Linked DNA regions of Mus musculus: all the other regions are linked to region 1. A link is a contact called in public HiChIP or PLAC-seq, Micro-C and promoter capture Hi-C data. All regions are on one chromosome and are shown on one strand. Each heading gives the region's core, a stretch centred on a gene start, on an enhancer-like site or on the middle of the called end of the contact. The rest is flanking DNA. Distances are from core to core; before and after follow the strand shown. Region 1 holds the start of Micall1 (microtubule associated monooxygenase, calponin and LIM domain containing -like 1). Region 2 holds the start of D730005E14Rik (RIKEN cDNA D730005E14 gene). Region 3 holds the start of Npcd (neuronal pentraxin chromo domain). Region 4 holds the start of Nptxr (neuronal pentraxin receptor). Region 5 holds the start of Dnal4 (dynein, axonemal, light chain 4). Region 6 holds the start of Sun2 (Sad1 and UNC84 domain containing 2). Region 7 holds the start of Josd1 (Josephin domain containing 1).

What was found. Promoter capture Hi-C pulls out the DNA fragments that hold promoters and counts their contacts. Hi-C and Micro-C count contacts between places; a contact is called where the count stands out from the background. HiChIP or PLAC-seq counts read pairs in DNA pulled down with a chosen protein or histone mark.
Region 2: a contact with region 1 is called in an H3K27ac HiChIP or PLAC-seq map of bone marrow-derived dendritic cells, with 2.3 times the contacts expected there. The contact joins the promoter of D730005E14Rik here to the promoter of Micall1 in region 1. A contact is called at or near these places in 5 of 39 promoter capture datasets (the C10 cell line, the SN4741 cell line, liver and 1 more), 2 of 115 datasets of contacts at active chromatin or transcription factors (bone marrow-derived dendritic cells and memory CD8 T cells) and 1 of 9 other capture datasets (adipose tissue).
Region 3: a contact with region 1 is called in an HNF4G HiChIP or PLAC-seq map of pancreatic cancer cells. The contact joins the promoter of Npcd here to the promoter of Micall1 in region 1. A contact is called at or near these places in 2 of 39 promoter capture datasets (liver and pre-B cells) and 1 of 115 datasets of contacts at active chromatin or transcription factors (pancreatic cancer cells).
Region 4: a Micro-C map of embryonic stem cells shows a contact between it and region 1, with 2.2 times the contacts expected there. The contact joins the promoter of Nptxr here to the promoter of Micall1 in region 1. A contact is called at or near these places in 2 of 39 promoter capture datasets (both in liver) and 1 of 484 Hi-C or Micro-C datasets (embryonic stem cells).
Region 5: a contact with region 1 is called in a promoter capture Hi-C map of liver, with 4 times the contacts expected there. The contact joins the promoter of Dnal4 here to the promoter of Micall1 in region 1. A contact is called at or near these places in 5 of 39 promoter capture datasets (the C10 cell line, hematopoietic stem and progenitor cells, liver and 1 more), 1 of 484 Hi-C or Micro-C datasets (B cells) and 1 of 115 datasets of contacts at active chromatin or transcription factors (microglia).
Region 6: a contact with region 1 is called in a promoter capture Hi-C map of liver, with 2.5 times the contacts expected there. The contact joins the promoter of Sun2 here to the promoter of Micall1 in region 1. A contact is called at or near these places in 2 of 39 promoter capture datasets (both in liver) and 1 of 115 datasets of contacts at active chromatin or transcription factors (memory CD8 T cells).
Region 7: an HNF4G HiChIP or PLAC-seq map of pancreatic cancer cells shows a contact between it and region 1. The contact joins the promoter of Josd1 here to the promoter of Micall1 in region 1. A contact is called at or near these places in 7 of 39 promoter capture datasets (the 3T3-L1 cell line, 3T3-L1-derived adipocytes, the C10 cell line and 3 more), 4 of 115 datasets of contacts at active chromatin or transcription factors (bone marrow-derived macrophages, extraembryonic endoderm stem cells, pancreatic cancer cells and 1 more) and 3 of 9 other capture datasets (liver, macrophages and pancreatic islet).

What each region holds. Positions count from the first base shown.
Region 1 is chr15:79,107,295-79,110,546 of GRCm38.p6, forward strand. It overlaps Micall1 (microtubule associated monooxygenase, calponin and LIM domain containing -like 1), which reads left to right and starts at 1,689. Exons shown (of 16, transcript NM_177461.1): 1 at 1,689-2,135. The coding sequence starts at 1,990.
Region 2 is chr15:79,891,448-79,894,699 of GRCm38.p6, forward strand. It overlaps D730005E14Rik (RIKEN cDNA D730005E14 gene), which reads right to left and starts at 1,691. Exons shown (of 1, transcript NR_030675.1): 1 at 1-1,691. Apobec3 (apolipoprotein B mRNA editing enzyme, catalytic polypeptide 3) reads left to right here and starts at 961. Exons shown (of 8, transcript NM_030255.3): 1 at 961-1,122. The coding sequence starts at 1,070.
Region 3 is chr15:79,832,764-79,836,015 of GRCm38.p6, forward strand. It overlaps Npcd (neuronal pentraxin chromo domain), which reads right to left and starts at 1,570. Exons shown (of 9, transcript NM_001013362.2): 1 at 1,380-1,570; 2 at 1,152-1,195; 3 at 939-1,004; 4 at 749-815. The coding sequence starts at 1,448. Cbx6 (chromobox 6) reads right to left here and starts at 1,570. Exons shown (of 5, transcript NM_028763.3): 1 at 1,380-1,570; 2 at 1,152-1,195; 3 at 939-1,004; 4 at 749-815. The coding sequence starts at 1,448.
Region 4 is chr15:79,803,029-79,806,280 of GRCm38.p6, forward strand. Nptxr (neuronal pentraxin receptor) reads right to left here and starts at 1,681. Exons shown (of 5, transcript NM_030689.4): 1 at 947-1,681. The coding sequence starts at 1,555. All of the region lies in intron 5 of Npcd (neuronal pentraxin chromo domain), which reads right to left.
Region 5 is chr15:79,772,996-79,776,247 of GRCm38.p6, forward strand. It overlaps Dnal4 (dynein, axonemal, light chain 4), which reads right to left and starts at 1,472. Exons shown (of 4, transcript NM_017470.2): 1 at 1,364-1,472. Gm30977 (a long non-coding RNA gene) reads left to right here and starts at 1,533. Exons shown (of 4, transcript XR_875488.3): 1 at 1,533-1,791.
Region 6 is chr15:79,740,845-79,744,096 of GRCm38.p6, forward strand. Sun2 (Sad1 and UNC84 domain containing 2) reads right to left here and starts at 1,692. Exons shown (of 18, transcript NM_001205345.1): 1 at 1,495-1,692. It overlaps Gm16576 (predicted gene 16576), which reads left to right and starts at 1,854. Exons shown (of 4, transcript NR_045069.1): 1 at 1,854-2,067; 2 at 2,239-2,386.
Region 7 is chr15:79,686,159-79,689,410 of GRCm38.p6, forward strand. Josd1 (Josephin domain containing 1) reads right to left here and starts at 1,714. Exons shown (of 4, transcript NM_028792.3): 1 at 575-1,714. The coding sequence starts at 759.

The DNA of each region.
Region 1 (3,252 bases), core at 439-2,938:
TCCATACGTTTATTCTTGTGTCCATTATGTGTGTTTATGGTTATGGAAGCCTTGTGTGCCATGACATCTGCATGGAGGTCAGAGTTCAACTTCTGGAAGTTGGCTCTCTCTTTCCATCGTGTGGGTGTAGACAATTGAATTCAGATCAACAGTTTGGCCTTTACCTGATGAGCCATTTTACTGGCCCTATTATTTATTTGGAGACAGGGTTTCTATAACTCTGGTTGTCCTGGAACTCACTCTATATCCAGCTTACCTTCAACATCCAGAGACCCACCTGACTCTTGATTGTTGGGATAAAGGTAGCCACCATATCAGGCTCCAATTTATTTTTGAGACAGTTTTATATTGTAACCTCAGGATTCCTTCAAGCCATGTATGAACACTTGAGCCATTCTGCCCAGTTTTTTTTTTTGGGGGGGGGGCGGTTTCAAGACAGGGTTTCTCTGTGTAGCCCTGGCTGTCCTGGAACTCACTCTGTAGACCAGGTTGGCCTCGAACTCAGAAATCCACCTGCCTCTGCCTCCGAGTGCTGGGCTTACAGGCATGCACCACCAATGCCCAGCTTCTGCCCAGTTTTTAAGTTTTGAAACAAGTCTCTTGTAGCCCAGGCTGGCAAGCACCTCTCGGGCATAAACTACAAGGCTCTATCTTCATTTTCAAGATATGAAACTATAATTCAAGGTGACACAAGATCACGTTGCTGGGGAGGGAGGGAACCAGGATTTGAGCCTGGGTTAACAGAACTCCAAAATCCTGTTTCAGATGACTAAAACCCTGTTCATTCCCTCAGAAGGGAGCAGCAGACTCATTCCTACAAGCTACACATAGGTCAGAGTGATGTCACCATCTCTGCGGGGCTGATTCATCAGCCTGGGTTTATTTAGGAGGCGCCTCTGGGGGAGGGGTCTCCTGGTGGGGTCTTGAAGAAACTATCAAACCAGGCGTTGGAAGCAGAGGTTTTCCTCTGTGTCGGTTTCTAGGTCCTTTCAGCAAGAGCCCAGCCATTCTAAAAGTTGAAGAGACAGAGCCCCGGAAGGATCTATGATCCCCTAGTTTACACGGAGAGAGGGAACCAGAAAGGACCAACTTGGTTGTGGGGTCCCCAGCCTGTCATACTACATAGCTCTCTGGCCTGGTGGTAGTAAAGGTGTTTGGATCCCCTAGGCAGGCCGTGGGGGGAGGGGCGGGCGTTCGAAGTGTTGTAGCGCGGTGGGGTATGGAAGAAAGCTGGTGGCCATCTGGAGGTCTGGGATCTGTGGGGAAAGTGCCTCGACTTTCAGACCAGTCGTGGGTGTGGTTCAGAGAAGTCAGTGAGGAGAATCTGAAGGTTCCTAAGGGTGAGCTTGAGGCAGGCTAGCAGCAAAGCCAGAGTGTCCCACCTCTTGGGGTAGGAGGGCCTGGGGAGACTGCGGGGTGGCGTTGGGGAGGGGCTAGCCAGCGAGGAGTTGTCCCTTCTTCCAGGAGGGGCTCCCCAAGGGAAGGGTTGACTCGATCTGGAGGAGAGGGGCTATGTGGGGCGTCCGCCCTTCCGGGGAAGGGGCTCGACGGCGGGGGCGGGGCCGCAGGGTGGGGCCCCATCCTCCTCGCGCTCCCCCGCGACGCGGGCGGGCAGGGGCGGGGACGGAGGCGGTGGGCGCCCGCGGCCGGCCCACAATGAGGACAGCGGGCCGCGGTGAGTAAGCGGCGGCCGCCCGGGCCGGGCCACGCGGGGCGGAGGCTTCGCGGGCAGGTCGGGGCAGGCTGGCCGGGCGGGGTCGGGAGCCGAGTCCGCAGCCCTAGCCGCGCCAGAGCGGAGCGAAGACACCGAGGCCCCGCCCCGGCCGCCGGTGGCGCCCCGACCTCCGAGCCGCGCCGCAGACACAGCCGGAAACTGGCCCTGCCGGAGCGCAAGCGGCAGCCCAGTGCCACCTGACCCCGAGTCGGAGCCACACGAACCGGAGCCCAAGTCCGAGCCCCAGTCCGGGCCGTCTCCGAGCCGGGCCTGCCATGGCGGGGCCGCGGGGCGCTCTCCTGGCCTGGTGTCGCCGCCAGTGCGAGGGCTACCGCGGCGTGGACATCCGCGACCTGAGCAGCTCCTTCCGGGACGGCCTGGCTTTCTGCGCCATCCTGCACCGGCACCGGCCCGACCTGCTGTGAGTGCCCGGGGTGCGCGAGCGAGCACGCGGGGCTGGGGACCGCCGCTCCCCTCAATGACGCGGTGGCACGCGCCGCCCTGAGAGGTCCGGGACCTCACACCCGCCGCTTCTGAACGCGGAGCAGGGCCACCCGAGACCCCAAGACCGTGCACCCCCTCCCCCACCTCGGGCCACTGGTGTCAGGCTCTGACCTCTAAGAGGGAACTCTGACCCGTCCTTCGGGACGTCGTTACTCTAGGCTCCAGCAGAAATACTGAGCCTCGCTTCCTCCATTGGCGTCAGAGCATAGTAACCCCAAACTTGACTGTAGGAGATGAGAATATGCCACTCCCCCAGTTAGGCTTCCTTTAAGTTCGAGCTGGTCCCCGGGTGCTCTGGGAGGCTGACTTCTTTCTAATAGAAATTTACATCTTTGTAAGGGCACCTACCGGAAAGGGTCTTCAGAAAGAATGCGGCCCCAGATCACTTCCTACCTGGGAGAAGCTGCCGGGCTTCGGCTTTACTCACTTCCCCATCCTTCCCTCCCCTAGAAGACAAACCCCATTCCTTTCTATAGATAAGCGGCTATCATCCGGCACAGCAAGTCCCATATTTTGTGGGACTTCCGTGGGAATGTAGGTCATTAGTTTTAATTCTCTCTTCAGCTAGTTTGCCATTTACATTTAAGGCGCAAAGAACCTAGAGGGATGGAGGAGAAAGCTTTTGTAAGGCACTTTGGGCAGATACTCTGTAGGGCACTAACCCCGTTTCTGGCACAGGGTTCCTAGCTAAATGGCTGTCAGGTGACTGCGGGTACACTACTTCCCCAAACCACCTCGATAGGAATCTGTCTAGGTGTATGGTCCCGCGGCTCTGCTGGTTACAGTGGGGAACAAAGATGGAGCAGAAATTAGGAGCCAGGCAGGGGAGGTCTCTAGTGCAGCTGACAACTGCCAATCTGAAGCTTCCGGCTGGAATGTGGATCCCTCCTACCTGAGCTTCTCAGAAGGGTCTCCCCGGAAAATATAATCAGACCCACAGGACAACCAACCGAGGCGGCCTTCTACTCAGCTTTCTTCCCTTAGCCCTGGGATCTCTTTCTTTCATTCGTTCATTTAATGTGTTCATAAAGCCG
Region 2 (3,252 bases), core at 441-2,940, 780 kb after region 1:
TGTCTACTTCCGACTGAAGTATTATTTCCCATTAGTGCTGTTATATTGTGTCCATTTGTTTTCCAAGACAGTAGAAAACTACACACACTCCCTCCCCCACCAAGTTCAACAAGTTTGGCTTTGTAAAGAAATAAGGATAGCCTTCCACCAGATGGGGGCGCTGTGACACGCTCGCCCTACAGGAACTGGCTACTGTGCCCAGAGCCTCTGTGGAGAGCACCGTGTATACCTGCACACGTGTATCCCAAACCACTGGAAGATTACTTGACTCCGTGTGCATTCACTCCTCCAAAGAACGCTAGCTGAACCTCAATAACCAGAAGCGTGCACTTGCTACATTTGACTGGTCCACGCTACTGCCCTCGAGAGACACAGGTCTGTGAGAACAGTAAACTCATTTCGGTCTCCCTCATCTGCAGGGAAACAAGCTTGGATGACGGGCTCTGATACCAGCTCGGCCACCTGCTGCTGGCTGATTCGGAGCCATCAATGATCCATTTTTGTGCTCCCCGTTGATCTCAGTCTAGCTCCACACCTGGGGCAGTTGGGAAATTAGAGGTGAAGGGTGCCAAAATCCAAGCCACAATTAGAAATGCGAAGCCAGGCTGTCCCCTCCCCTCCTAAGCCGAAGGGAGAAAATGTAAGGGTCCCCACTCCTTAACACCTACAGAGTCAAACCCTTGGTTCAACTGGCAGCTTTGGCTGCAAGCTCGGCACAGGATGGTCTAGGCAGGTTGGATGGAGACGCCTGGGGCCACCCTTGGGGCGTCTGTCCTACCCTCACCGCGGTCGGCATCAGCTTCTCTCTACCATCAGTTAGTTTCCCTTTCTCTTTGCGATCCCCGCGGGCCGCTGTACAGAGGAGCAGGTCTCTGCCAAGCCAAGGGACAAAGAGGTGGGCAGGAGCCTTCTGGGCTTGATCGCCTAGAGCCCTCCCATTCCGGGAGCTGATGCAGGAAGAAGGTGGGGCCTGCATTCACTTGGCCCGGGAGGTCAGTTTCACTTCTGGGGGTCTTCCATAGCCTGCTCACAGAAAATGCAACCCCAGCGCCTGGGGCCCAGAGCTGGGATGGGACCATTCTGTCTGGGATGCAGCCATCGCAAATGCTATTCACCGATCAGGTACCGCTGGCCCCGCTCCTCCAAAATTTTCACTGCAGTCTCTTCCTGGTGGCCCCCATTTTGCTGTATACCGAGCCTCTCCTCTAGGTCCCCAGCTCCCGATTCCTCTCTCACATTCTCCAGGATACTCCGTAGCTCCCACTCCCCTCGAGGGTCCTTGTTCTGAGCCGCTTCGGTTACCTTATAGCTGCTTCTAAACTGGCCACCCTGTACCCCTCTCCACGTCACCCATATTTCTTCCTGTTGAGACTTCTCAGTCTGGGGTTACTCGCCTTTGGGTCTTCATGCTGATCCAGGGCTAGGCTGGTCTGGGCTTCAAATTTTAAAGAGAAATCCATGGAAGCAGACTTTGGACGACCATGTATGGAGAACTTTCGATAGATGTCCTAGAATATCCGTGCTGTTTTAACCCAACCTCAGGGGATACTGGGAGAAGAGGGGACCACTCTCTAAGGCAATGTGAACCACCTTTCCAGAAGTAGCCACTCTGAGCTGGGAAAGGGAAAGGGTAAAGAGAAATTCCCCTAACACACCCATTGCCTGGATGCTTGTGGAGACTTCTCGGAACCACACCAGTCAGCTAAGAGAAAAAGAGAAATAATAGGGGGCGGGGTTGGCACTGGAGAGAGATGGCTCAGCAGTTAAGAACCTTTGTCACCTTCCACAGAGGACCAACTGCTACCAGCAAACACATGGTATGGCTCACAACCACCTATAACTACAGCTTCTGGGAATCCAAGGCCTTCTCCTGACCCCCAGACATGCACATATTAATTCAGAACACATACACATATGTATACATGCCCAATGGCAAGAGATGTGAGTGGCCGGGTGTGGTGGCGCACGCCTTTAATCCCAGCACTCGGGAGGCAGAGGCAGTCGGATTTCTGAGTTCAAGGCCAGCCTACAAAGTGAGTTCCAGGACAGCCAGGACTACACAGAGAAACCCTGTCTCGAAAAAAACAAAAGAAAAAAAAAAAGAAAGAGAGAGATGTGAGTGTATTTTAAACCTACATATAAGAAGAAAGTTATACTGCCTACTCCCTTGGGTGACATTCTGATTTTTGTCCCTTCTCCTGGTGCCTGTGATGTCGGTGGAGGCCACTGTCCCGTGGGCAGCCCAGCTGCAAGTGGTGCGTGCATGCGTGGGTGTGGTGGAAATGCAGGCTTTAACTTCAAAGCTAATACTTTTACCCGCTGAACCATCTCCCTGGCCCGTCTTTCGAACCAATTCACCTCACCCTGAGCAACTTTGTCCTGTCCAGTGATGGATAGACCTGTATAGAGAGAGGCGACAGTCATATCACAGAATAGCATGTCTTCAGTCTTCAACAGAAAGCCCCTGGCCAGCTGTCTGTCTCCAGGATTAGGGCTCCTGAAGCCAGTTATCAGCAATTATCTGTTAATAGCCTTGTCCCCTGGGTGTGGCCTTGTAACCAGTCCCAGATGTCACCTCTCCTTCCAGAGTCAGAGATAAGCCTCCGATCCCATTCTTCTGACCAAGGCTTGATAGACGTCTGATTTTTCCAGCTCTTTTCTACAGGCTGCTGGCTATGAGGGAAAGGGTCCAGCCTGGGGTCCTCCCAGGCCACTAATACCTAGCCAGCTTTGAGGGAAGGGATCCAGACTCTGTCTCCTGATTTTTTTTTTTTTTTTTAAGATTTATTTATTGTAAGTACACTGTAGCTGTCCTCAGACACTCCAGAAGAGGGAGTCAGATCTCGTTACGGATGGTTATGAGCCACCATGTGGTTGCTGGGACTTGAACTCCTGACCTTCAGAAGAGCAGTCAGGTGCTCCTACCCACTGAGCCATCTCACCAGCCCCCTGTCTCCTGATTTTTGGTTGTTATTATATTGTGGAATTTTATTGTGATGGTGGTGGTAGTTTGGCTGTGTTGTTGTTGTTGCTGTTCTTTACATTCTTGTCTCCCTCTCCCACCCTCCCCCACCCCAGCCCCGACAGGATTTTACTATGAAGCCCTGGCTAGCCTGGCACTCACTATATAGTTCAAGTAGGACTCGACCTTGGCATAATCTTCTTGTTTCTGCTCCTTAAAGACTATAGTTACAGGCTTGGGCTTTCCCTGTCTATTTGGGGGGACCCTCGCCTGCAGGGTCAGGGAAGGAC
Region 3 (3,252 bases), core at 320-2,819, 730 kb after region 1:
AAAAACAAAACAAAACAAAACAAAACAAAAACAAAAACACCCCTAACTCTCCAAGATGGCTTCCCATGAAGTTCTTCGCTCTCTTGCCAAACAGGCTATGTTCACCATGCCCCACCCCATCTTCATTGGAACCTCCAGAAATATCAGGATTAGGGGTAGACAGGCTCAGGACCCGAAAGCTGGTAGTCCAGTGTGAATGATCAAATTCAGGTTGAAGTAATTTAAGGTCAAATTCAAGCCGGGCCCCCAAGTGCTATGGGAGAAGGTACAGAATACACTCCAAAGGAGGTGGGCAGTTATAGGGCATGGGAGGCCAGTGTTTTGCCAGGAGGTAAGCCTATCTATACTCAACAGCTCCAAGACTCTAAATCACAAAACAGGCCAGTGTGTTCAAGGCTGGAGGAGATGAAGGGTCTCACTAGCGAAAAGAACTTCCCAGTCACCTCCTCCCCTGAGTATGCCCCACCTGCTTCACTCACCCGCTTCCTGGAGCACAGTCGATCCCCCACCCCCAGTTCCTGGTTTCATCCCTGATTACCCCACTCCCAGGCCCCTCTGGCTGGGCTGGCTACGGCCCGCTGCCAGGGACTTGTCAGGGACTCACAACCACCCCCTGCCCAGCTGGGGCCCCTCTGGAAAAGCCTGCCCGCCTAGGCAGCGGCGGATCTGTCCCTCCCTTGCAGGCCGGCCCTGTGCTGCGCCCTGGCTGGGGGCCCGAGCGGGGGCTGCTGGGGCTGGGCCAGGTTACCTTTAGGAGGAAAGTTTTGGGTTTAGGTCCCCTCTTCTTGGGCCCATACAGCTCACGTTCCCTTTCCCTGTAGTCAAGAAACGCCAAAGATGAAAAAGGGTCCCTTCCTGGGCCCCACTCCCCGACCCTGCCCGCCTTTCCCGCTTCCCTGCGCGGCGCCCCACCGCGCCTGCCAGCTTCTCCAACTCACTTCTGCTCGAAGGCTGCGATGAGCCTCGAATCCAGAATGTTCTCCTCTGGCTCCCAAGTGCTGTACCTGCCGAGTCACGCGTACAGAAGAGCAAAATGAAAACCCAAGGGGCAGGGGCACACCGCGAGGGCTCAAGCACGCACCCCCTATCCAAGGCCCAGGTGTCTTCTTGCCGCCTCCCCAGTCCCCATGCCAACGACCCACGACACTCACTTGATCGCCCACCCTTTCCATTTCACCAGGTACTCGATGCGTCCCTGAAAAACAGAAAGGAAAAAAAAAAAAATAGGGGGTGGGGGTGGGGAAGATGCAGGGACGCGAGGAGGCGGCGGCGCGGGGGTGGCTGAGGGAACCCGGCTAGCCGGACCACTGCACCCCGAGGGCCCCGCGGGCTCCGACACCACCGCGGGGAACACAGGGCTGTCCCGGCCGAGGGCTCACCTTGCGGATCCGGCGTTTAATGATGGATTCGGCCGCGAAGACCCGCTCGCCTACTGCAGACAGCTCCATCTTGCTCAGCGGCACCCACAGCCCATAATACTCCCTGCTCCCGCGGCCGGTGCTGCACCGCTCGCGCACGCGCCCCAGCGCTCAGGCCCCCGGCGGGCGGGCGCTCGGCGGGGCGCGCGCTCGCGTTCCAGCTGCGGGCCGTCACGTGATGCTCCGGGCCTGAGCGCCGTTGCCAGGGCCTCCCCCTCCCCCGGGGCGGTTGCTAGGGAAAATGAGCGCTCGCGGGGCGGGGGCGCGCGAAGGCTCTTAAAGGGGCCTGTCCTCTCCCCCGCAGTCCTGGCGGGAGACCGATGGATGCTTGGCTGCTGCCAAGCCGAGTGAGGTGCAGTGCAATCCTACATTGTCCCACTTCATCCTGCAGGCCCAGGATCCCTGCCACCTCCTACCCTCCTTGTAACTCCTCATGCCAGAATTGCCAGGCCCTCGACAGAGAGATGCGATAGGCCCAGGAGTCTCTAGGCGCTGTGCATCCTCCTGCAGACGTTTGCAAACAGTTAAATATGATACAGCAGAAATGCATTCACTGCAGCTTTGCCAGGCCTTGTGGGGATTTCTTTAACACATCACCCCATCCATTATTTATGTATTCGTGGGAGTGTGGTTTTGTAACCGGTTCAGATAAGTTAAAACAAAAACGCCACAGCAGGAAGGGGGCGGCGGGGGGGGGGGGGTGACTGCAGAGGTGACCCAGGCCTGCGACCATGGTCTCAACACCTACAAGTAGACCTTGGCGAGTGTGTTTATAAACCAAAGAGAGAGAGGTCTCAAAAGAGAACCGCAGGGCATCCCAGATTGAGTCCAAAGCAGTCTTTCTTTGGGTCACTCAGCAGAACCCGCCTTCATGGTCAAATCTGTATTGGGATTTTCAGGCCGCAGGCCACAGCATAATTCTACAAACCACAGCTGCAGGAATGACTCCGCCATTGCTCCTGGGAGGCGCAAGTGGGATCTGGAACTTTCCCTCTTGGATGTAGCCCACCTCGCTGGAAACACACATTGAAAAATTATTTAATCGGAGTTTCCATTAGGCCAGTGGTCTTGTTCTTTGCAAAAAGAAAAAAAAATTAACCACATATAAATAAGGAAACGAAAGGGAAGGAGCAATTCATAACCTGTATTAAGTCATTGGGGTCCTCTAGCCCAGTTCTTTCCCTAAACTCGGGCCTGCATGAATATGCATAGATACATCACCTACTTGGAGAACACAGGCACACATGTTCTATCTATTTAAATGTTTAAGCACTATAGGGTTGTACTATTCACACTGGAGATGCTATCCTCCCTTAATGATATTGATTGGACATTAACACTGATTTTGCTCTGTTCACCTGTTGTCTAGGGCTGGGCTGGAGGAGGGGTGGGGATTTGTAAGGGTCAGGATTATCTTTTGATTTCATGATTGGCTTATTAGAATGGGGTGGGGGCACAGGGTTGTACAAGTCTCCCCGCGATTGCACCATTTCTTGAAGGTGCAAATTCACTGATGAAAATCTCAGCTTTCCATCCCTGCACGCCTGCAGATATGTATAGAAAGTACATTGACTGAAATCCTTCTGCTCCCCCTCAAAGTCTTTATGCTACTGAGAAAATCCTCTTAGCTGGCAAGACAGCAAACCTGAGGTGAACATCACCTAAGTAGAGAGTTGTTCTGCCCCGGTGGGGTGGCGTGGATGAGCAGGTAAGTTGAATGTGTGGGTGTCTGTGCTTGTGCAAGCTGAGGAGGCCACAGGATGAAGAAGATGGCCACCTATCCACATAGCAGATCACTCAGCAGTCTTTGTGAGCCATTGTGGAAGCTTTGGGA
Region 4 (3,252 bases), core at 431-2,930, 700 kb after region 1:
GACTGTGGTCTGATAACTCTGAAGGTGGGGGTTCAAGCAGCTGACTTCATGGTGGTCTGCTGGGATGGAGCCTACAACCTTCCCACAGGTATCTCCTCAGCTTGAACTTGGAGCCCTATACATGCTCTCTCTGCCCATTTAATTTGTCCATGCTTTCACTTCACCCTTGCCTTGCCCAGCTACAGCCTGGGGGAGGAGGCTGGGGCCACAGCATCAGCCCTATCTCGCCCCTCCTTCGAGGATTTATTCCGTGTCTGGAAATCAGTCCATGTCTGGGAATGGCCAAGGCTTTCCTGTCTGTTTGTCCTGCTCAATCTATCTTATCTATTTGTCCCCAGACTGGGAATTTGTAACAGAGAGGAAAGGGACCATAGGCATAATCAGTCAATGCCTTAGCATCACACACAAACCCGAGAAGGGTCCCTACTCCCCGGGGACTCCTTGTATCTGACCTGGAAAAGGAGGCGGAGGGAGCTAAGTACACCCCTATTGAGGAGTCATCCGCTGATTTACCCCAAGAGTTCAGAGCTTCAGGTACATAAAGCTGGGCGTGGCCCGGGGATGAGAGGTGATGCAGGCGTGCAGGTTGGTGCTAATGAGGCACTCTTGGGCTTGCCAAGACAGCTAACGGTACTCCTAAAGGTAGTGAGTACGGGGTGGGAGCTGCTCTAGGTTCCCGAGGAGAGCATCTAAGGAGACCATGTGCCAAACATCCCCACACCTGCATCTCAATCAATTTTCACTACAAGTGGACGCCGTTCTCCCATTCTCGTGCCCCGATCACCGTGCCAGGTTCCCACCGGCGATTCGGACCAGAACACTTCCATGGTGCCTGCCAGGGGCATGCTTCAGGTGACCCGACCGCAGCTCCAGGGACCCGGGACCCCCGCGCCGCAGGCTGAGCAGGGCCCCTCCACCCCGTGTCCCCCGACGGCGCACCACTCACCTCGATGCGCTCGATGCGGTCTCGCAGCGCGCGCACCGCGTCCTCCAGCTCCAGCAGCAGCGCAGGTGAGTCCCAGGCGCCGTCGGCCATGGTGTCGCGGCGGGGCCCGGCGTCCTGGAGGCCGCGCGGCAGGCCGCTCTCACAGCGGCCCAGCTTGCCGGTGAGCTCGCGGATGGTGTCCCGGTCTGCGCGGATGCGCGCCTCCTGCTGCAGCGCCGTCTGGCGCAGCTGCTCCGCGGTGCTCTGCAGCAGCAACAGCTCTGCGCGCTCGCCTGCCGCGTCCCCCTGCTCGGCCCCCGACGGGCAGGCGGCGGCCAGCGGCGTACAGAGGAAGCGACTGAGCAGCGGCACGGGCGGCGGCGGGAAGACGCTGGCCGCGGGCTCCCCGGGCAACACCGAGGGCCCGGCCGAGCCGCCTGCGCTGTGCAGGGCGCTCAGGCTGCGCTGCGGACCCGAGCCACCGGCGGCCGAGGCGGCCGAGGCGTTGTCGGTGCCGCCGGGCAGCGCGCGAGCGGGGCTGGCCGCCAGGGGCACGCTGGCGATGATGCAGATGACGGCACCGAGGAACGCCAGCATGCCCGCGGCCAGCAGCACGGCCAGGAACTTCAGCGTGAGGCGCGGAGGGGGCGCGCGAGGCCCCCGGCAGGCGCGGCGGCGGGGGTCGGGGCGCAGGGCCCGGGAGCGCGGGAGCCGGAACGGGAGCCGGAGTGGGAGCCGGAGCTGTCGCCGCGGCCGCTACTGCCGCCGCTCTGAGCCCGCGCGGCGGGAGGAGGAGGAGAAGGCGGGCGCGGCGGCCCCGCCCCACTCGCTCCCCCGGGGCCGGCCGAAGCCCAGCCCCGCACCCGTTCCGTGCCGGGAGCCCGACTGCGTGCGCCACGCCCAGGGCTTCATCTCACTCAGAAGGAGGTGACTGGATGGCTACGTGGCGGCTGGGTTCTAAGGCGACCCTGCGTCCTGGCCTCTGGTCCTCTCCGGGTCCTCCCGCCCCCCGGAATGCCCATAGCTGTGTCCCTGCGGGGCTCTGGCCTCAGCACGCTGCAGCCTCGGTTGCAGTTAACACCAGTCTGAACACGTTCAAGATACAAATGAGGAAACTGAGGGCCCTGGGCTCAGCGTGATGCCGGCTCCGTTGTAGTTAAGCCTCAGCCTGAACATGCTCCTGATAACAAAGAGGAAACTGAGACCCTCTGAAACTGAGGCCAAGTGGCAGCCCAAGGTCACAGCTAGAATGCATTTGAAGCAGCATTGAGGTGAGCCACATCTGCCTGGACAGGACTACTAAGGTGAAAGCTAGCGATCAAAGAGACAGCAGTCGAGGGTGAGGAGGCCTAATCTGTTTCTGCTGTGGTCACCTGAGTGTCACCTGCTACCTCCTCTTTCCAGAAGAGCAGGTTCGCTCTGCTCCAAGCACCCCATCTGAGCCCTTAGGTCTGCAAGCATCAAAGTTGCCAGAGGATAATCCCCTAGCTCGCTGCAGCCTCTGTCAGAATGGCAGGTGGGATGCAAGCTGGTGGGCGCCAAGACCAGGCAGGAGTGGGCTATGTGTGTAGGTTTTACTTTATCGTGCCTAAAATGCCTCTATATATATTCTGTTGAAAATTAACTTTGCAATGAAAAACGTTAAAAATCTTCCCACCCTTTCCAGTCCGGCTTCAGCCCTGCTGTTCTGCAGGCTGTCTCTGCCTGGGATGGATTCCTGAGCTGGAAGAACCCCTGGAGGCCATGAAGGTTCACGCTGCAGCCTGGTAATGGCTCACTAAGTCCTGAGCCAAGTCTTGACCATCTCAAAAGTCTCTGACTCCCCACAGCTACCAACGTGGACATGACTGGGGACCAGGACCTTTCTGAGGAGGCAGCAACCTCCAGAATCCTGGGGGACCTTGCCTGGTCACTGGCACCCCATTGGAGGTCCATGAGCATCCGTTCTGACTCCCTTCATTTTCCAGGCTGGGGGTTATGTCACCTCTGCTCACCCACACCCTAGAGTCAGGGATTGTTGTCCAGATATGCTAGTGAGAGGCACAATGCGGGCTCTGCTCATCATGAGCACCCAGAGCTGCGTTGATGACAATTAATAACCTGAGACCCCAGCCCAGGCAGCACGGCTCAGAGGAAGCATCCACAACTGGAGATCTAGCCTCAGATCTTTGGAGGCAATGACAGGCATTGGGCCCCCTACAGCCTTAGGGGTAGAGACGATATCAGCACCCCAGCTGATTCTAGTATGTCCATGAAGACAGACACGCAGACAAAAATCCCGATGGAAAATGTTCTTCAAGGGCCAGGAATGCCAGGAGAGGCCAAGA
Region 5 (3,252 bases), core at 222-2,721, 670 kb after region 1:
CAGAGCATGGAAGAAACCAGGTAGAACAGATAGGCAGGCCAGCTTGATGCTAGCAGCTGGCAAAATGCAAATGGAGACATTTAGTCAGGAGGAAAAGATGGCAGAGTCATGGATGGTTGGAAAAGGGAAGCTATGAATCCTCGTATCACTGTACCAACCTCTTTCAGTTTCCTCACTCCTGTACCCCAAGAATTCCTAGCCACAGGGGAAGAGCAGAGCCAGACAGCAGGCCTGAGGTTCATCTGCAGACAGTGGCTACTGAGTGGGATACTGCGCAGGAAAGCACTGGGCTCTTCCCAGGAGGGAAAGTGTGAGGTCATAACAGACAAAAAGAAGAAATTAGGGGGTGGAGGTCAGTTTATAAAGTGCTTGCTACAAAAGTATGAAGACCAGAGTTTTCTATCCCAGCACCCGTGTAAAGGGCTGGGTGAGGCGGCCATGCCTGTGAGCCCAGCATTGGAGAGGCAGCTGAGAGGATGGATCCTTGGAAGCTCATTAGCCATGAAGCCCAGTGGTGAGCTCCTGGCATCAAAGAGGGAGACCCTGTCTCAGACAATAAGGTGGAGAGTGATTGTGAAAGACACCGAATGTTGACTTCCAGCCTCCACATGTAACTGCACACACAGGAACGCACATACACACAGAAAAAAGACAAGTGAGCAAGTACCGTCTACACTGGACTGGACCCTTTGTACTTCATTTGCCAAAGGAGATGAACTTCAGACTATTGGCTTTATAGATGCACTGACTGGTGCCCAGAGAGATCTTAGGTAGTTCTTACCAATGGGAATCCAACTTAAGTTTGCCAAATTCTTTGCATTACATAAAAGGTTAGGAGAACACACATCCTAAGGGGCGTTGACAGTTAAGTCCCACAACATCATGCTAGGACGTCAGAGTCCAAAAGGCCTTTGCGACCATTCAACCCAATTTCGACTTTATAGATGGGAAGACTGAGTGCCCCCCGTCGGGCAATAGTCAGCCTAGAATCCCAGAGTATCGCCAAATCTCCAAACCAAGTGATCTGGGACGAGGCGATTTAGACCACCAGTCAGCAGCGAGGTGGTGCGGGGACAAAGTGCAGTGGGAGTCAAAACAGGGAGGATGCGAGGGCATGGAGCTAAACAGGACCCAAGATGAGTGAGGAGGAGCGGCCTGCAAAGTGGTGCTGGTGCGCAATGTCACTGCCAAGCTCCGTGGTCTCCTACGTGGGACAAGGGGAGGTCCTGGGCCGGGAACCGCGGGCTGGGGACCTAGGTGGGGCCTAGCGTTGGGCCAGGCCTTGTCCGCCCCGCGCATCCTCCCGCCCTCCCTCAGGGCCAGCCCTCCCCGCCGCGCTGCCCTCCGCACTCCGCGCCCTCACCTGCTCCCGCGGGGGCCGGAGCCGAGGCCACAGCCAGCGCACCCCCGCCAGGGTTGTCAAGGAGCGAGCCAGAGTGTCTTAGCAACCATCACGGAAGTCCCGTCCCGTCACCGGACGTTGACAGCAATATCACTTATTATTGGTGTAGAGAAGTGCCAATTAATTCCGAAGGGGCCTAGGAGGCCGGAGCTTACGCGAGGGGCGTGGCTTAAAGACCGAGGAGGTGGGGCTTCGCTCATAGTCGTCTTAAGCCTGCCGGAGCAGCTGCGGACAGGCAGAAGTAGTCTTTGTAGAGGAACAAACTTCTTAAAGCTGTATTGCCCTGGGAGTTTTCGACATCGAAAATGACAAATGCAGTTTGTTGGTGTCGTGACGCTGATCTGCTATTTTACGACGACCGCAGGAGCCTGATAACCACCAGAACTTAGGTAGTGTTTTAGTCCTTTACAGTGAGTGACTGTCTCATTGATTCGCAACACAGTGCTTACTGTTAACAGCATCCGTGATCCCGTCTGGGCCAATGTGTAGAACTAGAGAGACTGAAGGAAAGAATCAAGGCATAACCTCAGAGAAGGAATCCAGATCTTTCCCTTGTGCAAACCCTCCAGGGTTGCTTTGTCCCAGGGGCTGGGAGACACCTGTACCATCAGATGCAGTTGTCTGGAACCTGCTTCTGATTCTTGGAAAGAAATGACCAAAGAGTGTTAGAGCCTCTTGCTGAGGGGAAGGTGAAGAAGAAGAATGGATCAGTGGAATGCCCCATAATCTAAACATTTATTCTATGCGTATCATGCAATCATTAATGAAGCCCCACTAGCTGGTGATTCTGCGGAAGGCACAGTTCAGAAGGTATAGAGCCATGAGAAGAAATGGAATCGTTTCCGCGTGCTTCTATAGCAGAGACTGGCAGGGTACTGGCTCTTTTTAAGTGGGACAACGAGGCGGGAAGAGCCCAAGATGACCAGAATGCTAATGGGAGCGGGACAGCGGTAGCTCCAAGAGGCCTGGGTGCAGGGTCAACGTAGTAGGAGTGCAGGGTCAACATAGTAGGTCAAGTAGAGGGGAAGACAAAGAAAGAAGCAGGGCAGAAGAAAGAGAGGTTTGAAACACAAGTGGCCCCTGGTGTGAGGTGAGATAGAGTCATTGGTTGCTGGAGAGCTTTGGGGAGAGTGGTAACAAGGTCTGATCTGGGACAGTGGATTAACCTAGCTTGAGTGTACAGACCCAGAACACACACATTGGGCTTGGTTTGAGACTTGGCAGCAGGAATTCAGCTCAGCACACGACAGTTCCTAGCTAGCCTCCCTGGAAAGTTCTGACTGTCTGTGGCGAATCTTACTCAGCCTTCAAATTTCCTTAATCCTCTTTTCCAACTTTCTCCAGGAGATGAAGGGCAGCCTTTGAGGGGGATGACGCTCTCACTTCTGTCACTTACACAAACGACTCCCCCAAAGGGGTCCTTGTTTGCCATCCTCTCTTTCTCGCCTCCCATTCATTCTCCCGCCCACCACAATCTGGCTTCCACTCCCACGATGTTTCTGAAATTCCCTCTCTTGTGGTTACCAGTGACCTTCTGAGGAGCAACAGCAATTGTTAGACCATCTTCCTTCCCTGCTGGCAGCACCAACCGCAGAAACCTTCACACAGTTCTCTATCACAGAGGTAGTACCTATAGATCTTTCTGCAGTGCAGATTCCAGGATCTCCTGCAACGGAATGGAGGATCATAGGGTGTTTTTCTGCAGGCTACCTTGTGGGAGCTACTGGGTAACAGGGTAACCTGGCTCTCTTGTGTCCCCCAGACCTCTAATTCATTTTTGGCTCCCATCTTGGGCTCTTGCTTTGGTCCTTAATATTACTGTGTTTTTCTGACAAGTGGTTATTGTTTCC
Region 6 (3,252 bases), core at 442-2,941, 630 kb after region 1:
AACCAATATTTGTTAACAGAAGTAAGGCAGGAGGTGGAGCTGTTGTGTGGTCTTGCAGTCAGTCTAGCCTATAGAACAGTTACAGTCACCACATGGGGTGGAGTGAAACTGATAAGAAGACCAAGGTGAAAACAACAAGTGAAGATAAACAAATCTTTCAGGCACGGGACCCAGCTTCAAATCTCAGAATATCAACCCAGGAATCTCACCGAGCCTGGGCTAGCAGGATTACAAAACTTTAGATCCCAAACCCATCCAAAATGAGTTCCTGGTACTTGTGACTTAGTATTGTTTCTGCTATTCCTGGTGGATAGTGACCTCGCATGGTGGGAAACACCCAAACCCAGACCACAGAAACCAGAAGGTCAGGTTCATCCAGCTAGAAAGACAAGTAGCCTCCTGTCTGGGCTAACTGGCATCTTCCCAGGTGGGATGCCCATCTGGCATCTCTCACTCTCTTCGACTGGTGTTGGTAAAGGGACCAAGTGGTAGTAGCCAAAGCAGGAAGTTGCCTTGGTCCTGGGTTGTATTCCAGTCCTTATAAGGTAGTTCCCCCCATGACTGCCACCCCCACCTGACAGCTCCAGATGCCCATATGCTCCACCTCTTAACCCCTGCCCCGCTGTAGCACATGAAGCCTTTGCCAGGGGGGAAAAGAGTGTAACATGTTTATACAGTGCCCACGCCGCTGTTGCAAGAATCTAAACGTTCTGAGTAGGTGGAGAGGTGGGGCACCGAACACTGCCCCGTGTGCCACCTCCCAGCACTCCCAGAGCGGTGTGGACCTTATCTTTATCTTTCATATTCATCCTGTTGTCACAAAATAGTTTGCCACAGCGGCCATCCAGATTACACAAGATGACAAAGGTCTACCGTGGGGAGCCGCTGAGATAGACACTCCTCCATCCCGCCATTAGTTACAAAACCCTCAAATAAAACATACTTTCCTACTGCAGAGCCTTGGTCCCGAAGATTCCCCTATCCTGGGGAATATTATACGTGACATTTCCACTCCATTTCCCCTGGGACACAAAAAAGTGCTCCAGGCGCTCACCCTCTGTCCTGGCTCTAAGTCACACCCCGGAGCGCGCTGGCTTTGTTTTGTTTTGGTTGGGTTTGGCTGTTTTGGAACTGAGCTAAAAGGGCCCTCCCCCGTACCCCATAACTGTGACAGGCAGCGGTGGCGCAGGCTGAGAACTTCCAGTGCCAGGACTCGGCCTGTGGCACAGCCCTGGTCCGGTTTGGGGCGGCTGGGTCTTGGCTGCCCTCCTCCCCGGAGGCTGCTGGGGAAGTCCCGCCTGGGGACAGCGCCCTCCCCGTGACCGCGATGCGTCAGGGCGCCGGCCCGCGAGTGTCCCGGGGCGTGCGTCGCGCAGGGGCTGGAGTGGCCCGGCCTGGCCGGACAGGGAGGCGCAGGCCCGCGCTTTGGCCGGACGGCGACCCGGGTCAGGCGGGCGCGGGGCCGTGGGGAGGCGGGCCCAATCCCTTCTTTACCTTGCGTGGTTCTTCCCGCGTCGGAGTCCCCCGGGCGGCGCCGCGCACTGGGCCGGGCCGGGCCCGGGGCTGGGGCTGAAACGCGCGCGGAGCGGAGACGCGGGACGGCGCGGGGTCGGTGAGCGGACAATGCGGCCGGCAGAGGACCGCGCTGCGCGAGTGGGGCAGGGCGGTGCGCGCGTGGCCGAGTGTGTATGTGTGCGCCTGTCAATCAACGCTGACAGCCCACAAGTCATTGGCCGGGCCCAGCCGGCCCGCCCCGCCCTCTGCCGCCGCCCATTGGTTGATTTGAACACAAAGGCTCCGGCTCGGCCCGCCCTCCGCGTGGGCCCTGTAGTCCGCGCGTGGGAGGCGGGGGCGAGTACGACCTCCAGGCTGTGGGACCCGAGCGTTCCCTCGCGCATCCGTGCCCACGCGCGCGCGGCGCCGGAGCTCTAAAGGCTTTAGGTGCGGGAGCACACAGGGTGTCATGAAATTGGCCCCAGGATAGGGTCCTGACGCGGCCCCGCGCGGGTGGTTTGGACGCTTACCAGCGTCAGCCGTGTCTGCCCATTTTAAAGACGAGGGAAACAGGTCCGTGGAAGTTTTTTTTGTTTCTTATAAAGAACCCACCCAGAGGGGAAGTTGAGTCTAGAAGATTAATACTATTTAATTTTAAGGTTGAATTTTAAATTCCAAGGTGGGCAGGATACCCATCTTCCCGCACCACCTATTTTTGTTGTTGTTTTTGTTTTTCCAAGACAGGATTTTACTGTCACGGAGATCCACCTACCCCTCTGCCTCCCAGGTGCTGAGATAAGAGTGCACCACCATGTCCAGTCAGAAACCCCAAGTTTGACAGCAGCTTTTCTGTTTTAAAGAAGGCTCCATCCACAGCTGGTTGCAAGAGAAGGTAGGGCTGGCAACACGGTTCTCCTACTTTCCTCCCCCTGGGATGAGTTCCTGACTCCACGGACCTGTCCCCTCCCACCACCACCCCATCTCTCTCTCTCTCTCTCTCTCTCTCTCAAACACACACACACCCCGCCCCCAGAAGATAAAGGAGTGCGACTGGGGATAAACCACTTCTGTTCAATATCTTCTAAGGATGATGAGATCCGGTGTCCTTCACTTTAAAATGCCAAGGGGGTGGGGGGAACTGGGACAAGAAAGACAGTGGTGGTTCACGCCTTTAATCCCAGCACTGGGGAGGCAGAGGCAGGCAGATTTCTGAGTTTGAGGCCAGCCTGGTCTACAGAGTGAGTTCCAGGACAGCCAGGGCTATACAGAGAAAGCCTGTCTCGAAAAGAAAAAAAAAAAAAAAAAAAAAAGCTGGTATCCAAAGGCAGTAGGAAACTGAGGAAATACACACACCCTCATTTTGGATTGGTTCCACTGCCAAATAAAACCAGATCCCCTTTCTAGACCTCCATTGTCCCATCTGGAAATGAGATGCTGTCTACCCTTACAGTATCTTTGGACAATTATGCTAACTATCTTCTTCTTCTTCTCCTTTTCCTTCTTCTTTTTTTAACTTTATTTTATTTAATTTATTTTTATTAGATAAGATTACAGAGGGGAACAACCTTGACCTCAAGAGTAGGGCCACATTCAGACTTTATGGTCCTCCATTTTTAAATTTATTTATTTATTTTTGCCGCGGGTAGTGCCTTCCCCATCTTATAGCTCTGAGGTGGAGCACACGCACAGACAGCCCACATGAGGGCTCTAGAACAACAATAAAGTTATGTTTCTACCCACATGGGTATAAAGATGATA
Region 7 (3,252 bases), core at 464-2,963, 580 kb after region 1:
GCTACTCTGAACAAATTACTTGACCTTTCTATTCATTTCTCTATCAGTAAAACGAACTGTGAGGAAGTCACACAGAACAAATGAAGGACACACCATGGGCAGGCAGCACATGGCCCCAGAACAGCTAAGCATTGTGGGTATACTTTTCTTGAGATTTCCACCATGTCCCACCTTTGGTAACAGATGGCTGAATGTGGATGTATTTTGTATCCCTCCTAGATTGTAAACTCCTTGGTGGCAGGTCTGTTAGGGAGGCAATAGAGCAGTGACCACCAGTGGAGATAGGACCCACTGAGCCCTGTCTTCATCACAAATGGGAATAACACATGCCACACGGAGTCCTCTGTCTGACTCCAGCCGTGGAGACAGCACAACTGAGGTTAGTCCACCACAGATGGACCATAGATGGTGACTACCTGCCTGCCATTTCTGTGTGCCTCATTCCTGCCCCCAGCATCTAAATTCCAAACCTGTAGGTTTGAAGGTTTCTGTCCCCGAGACACTGCACCACCCACACAAACTCAGAAATACCAAGAAGTGGGGGGGATCGAGATGCCAAGCAGGGGAGTCCTACCTCTGGAAAATCTCCTGCAGCGTTTCCCGCGTGAAGGCGTTGCTGTCCTGGAAGACGTTGTTGAGAGCATGAAGAGCACAGAGCTCCCTGCGCTGCTTCTCATGGTAGATTTGTGGGGGCGCTGCTTGGGGAAGGTCCGAGGATTCAGCTTTGGCCTTGTCTCCTTTCCATGGCACGCAACTCATGTTTTTCGATTTAGGTTCCAGGCAGAGCCGCTAAACACTCCGCTCCTTCCCTCCTGAGGAAAGTCTAGGTTTCTGTCTTCGGATTCCTGAGATTCACCTATTTATTCTCTGGTGTTCATGATTTATGCTTTGTCACTGGGAGGAAAGGTTGGAATCAAAAGGGACAAAAAAAAAAATCTACCTTTTTCTGTCTTCTCGATAGGAAAAAATAACTTTTGGATTAGTTTATTTAGCCAACACTTTCAAAGTGTAGAATTAACAAAGAAAAAAAAAACATATAAAACGTAGGATTCCTCCCTTTGGCTGCCGCCTTCCCCTCCCACCCCCTTTGGAAAAAAAGAAACACCACGCTTTCCTGGCCGTGTTTTCCTCTCTGCAGATGCCAACTAGGCCTCAATGCAGGAGGGCAGAACCGAAGGGGTCACATCGCTCCTTTTCTTCCATTTCGTCCGAATCACAACACCACAGGCTCCGAAGACCGGGTTGGGTGGCGGAGAAAAGGCCCAATGCCAAGAGCTAGCGAGGATCGGAGGGCGTGAGGTCGCGGGCCGCGCGGGGGCTCCGGGGATAGCGCTCCATGACCGCCAGCGGACTGGCGGACTCGGCCCAGCGGAGGAGCCGCTTCGCCTCGGCGCGGGAGGAGCCGCGGAAAGGGGAACGGCAGCCCGGGCGCCGCCGCGGGGAGGTCCCGCCTGGCCCGCGAGGGTGCGGCCGGACGCCTTGCCTCGCCCGGTGCAGCCTTGGCCCACCGGGCTGACCGTCCCCGCAGCGACCTCCTGCTGTCACGTGAGGCCAGTCCCGGGCTCCTTCCCGCTGCCTGCCCGGCGGGGACTGTTCGTCTCCCCGACGCCGCCACCTGGAGCTTGCGGGCCGCCACCTGGCCCACGCGCGGACAAGCAGGCGGCGGAGCGGGCGGGCACGCGCACCTGAGCCCGACGTCAGCGGCGTTCACTCCGCGCGCGCCCCAGACACGCCCCCGCGCTGACCCCGCCTGCCAACCTCGCGTCACCCCTGACGTTGTGTGACGTAGCCAACGCGGGCTGTTGGTCCGGTGGAGGTGCTTAGAGGTCGCGGAGCCGTTGTGCAGGGTTGTGGAGCTCCGCGGTAGCGGGGGAGGTCGACTTGTCGCTTCGCCGCAGCTCCGCCCCGGCGCCCACTCCCGCCTGGACGCCGCAGGGCCCTCCTCCCGGCAGAGTGCTTTCTTGAGCCCGGGCAGCGGCTGCCCTGGCCCACTTATGTTCATCAGATTTCCTAACACTTTACCGACGCGGTCGGGCGTAATCTTGGTTGGTGAACCCGACCGCCTCCAGTTTTCTTTGAGAGCTGAGGGCAAGACTCTCGCCGGGAGTCATATTTCAAATGGAAACCTGAGTTCTATTTCAGATCCTTGGTGTCGTATTCCAGTTCACTTCACACAAACCACTGCCCTTTTGATCAGCAACCTTCTCTTGATGGCTGTCACAAGCCTTCCTTTCTGTGTTTTCTTTTCCCTTCTGATCCTTCTTTTTAGACGTGTGTGTGTGTGCGCGTGTGTGTTCTCTAGTTCAGCTGGTCTCAAACTCATTACGTAACCAAGAATGTCCAATTTGTTCAGGGCAAGGGATCGAACCTTGGTAAATGCAAGACAAGCACTCTACCAACTAGAGCTCCGTATTTTGAGTTTAGCTGAGTACATTGTGTCCAAAGGCAGACTATTTACAGTTTCCCATGGGTTTAAATTAAGTCACTGTTTCTAACTTGCCTTCCTATCGGATTTTTGTTAGGGAAAACAACAGATTTGCACTTTCAAAGTAATGGTTTCTCTAATCCTCATGATCACCCCAATCAACAGTATTGTGCAACACATCTGAGAGATTACCACATGATAGGGCATCCTCTACCTAGACTACTTTTGAATTATCTTTTTGTGTGTGTGTGTGTGTAATGTGTAAACTACCAAACTGTTACAGTGTATTTACATAGGATTTATCTCCTAGGGACTTGCTGTTCAACCAGAATTATTGTAAACATCTATTAATTAACTGATGAGTAATTAATTATTGTTAAGCAAATTAGACTTTTTTTTTCTTTTTCAGGGAGAAAAATACAGCCCAAAGAAGTCGATCAAGTTGTTTGAAATCATTATGTCTATAGTGAATTAAGGGTTTGAGCTTGGACCAAATTGTTTTCAGAAAGAGAATGTAAAGATGATTAGGAATTACCTCTCAACTGTTACTTTTTATATTTATTCTCCAAAACATTCAATTCGAAAAGCAAGTATTCAGAATATATATCCTTTCTAGGCAAAGTCCTATAGTGAGAAGGACAGTCTTTCCCCCCAGCCAGATAGCAATGTATTCTGAAACTGAACTTTTTCTGGCCATACAATGCTAAATAGCAATCGAAGCAATAGAATTAATACAACTGTCACCTCTGATCACCCCCAGCCAAGCAGTGAGCAACCTCCAGTTGAATTCTTAATACTTGGGGATACTGTCAGAATCCACAGATATA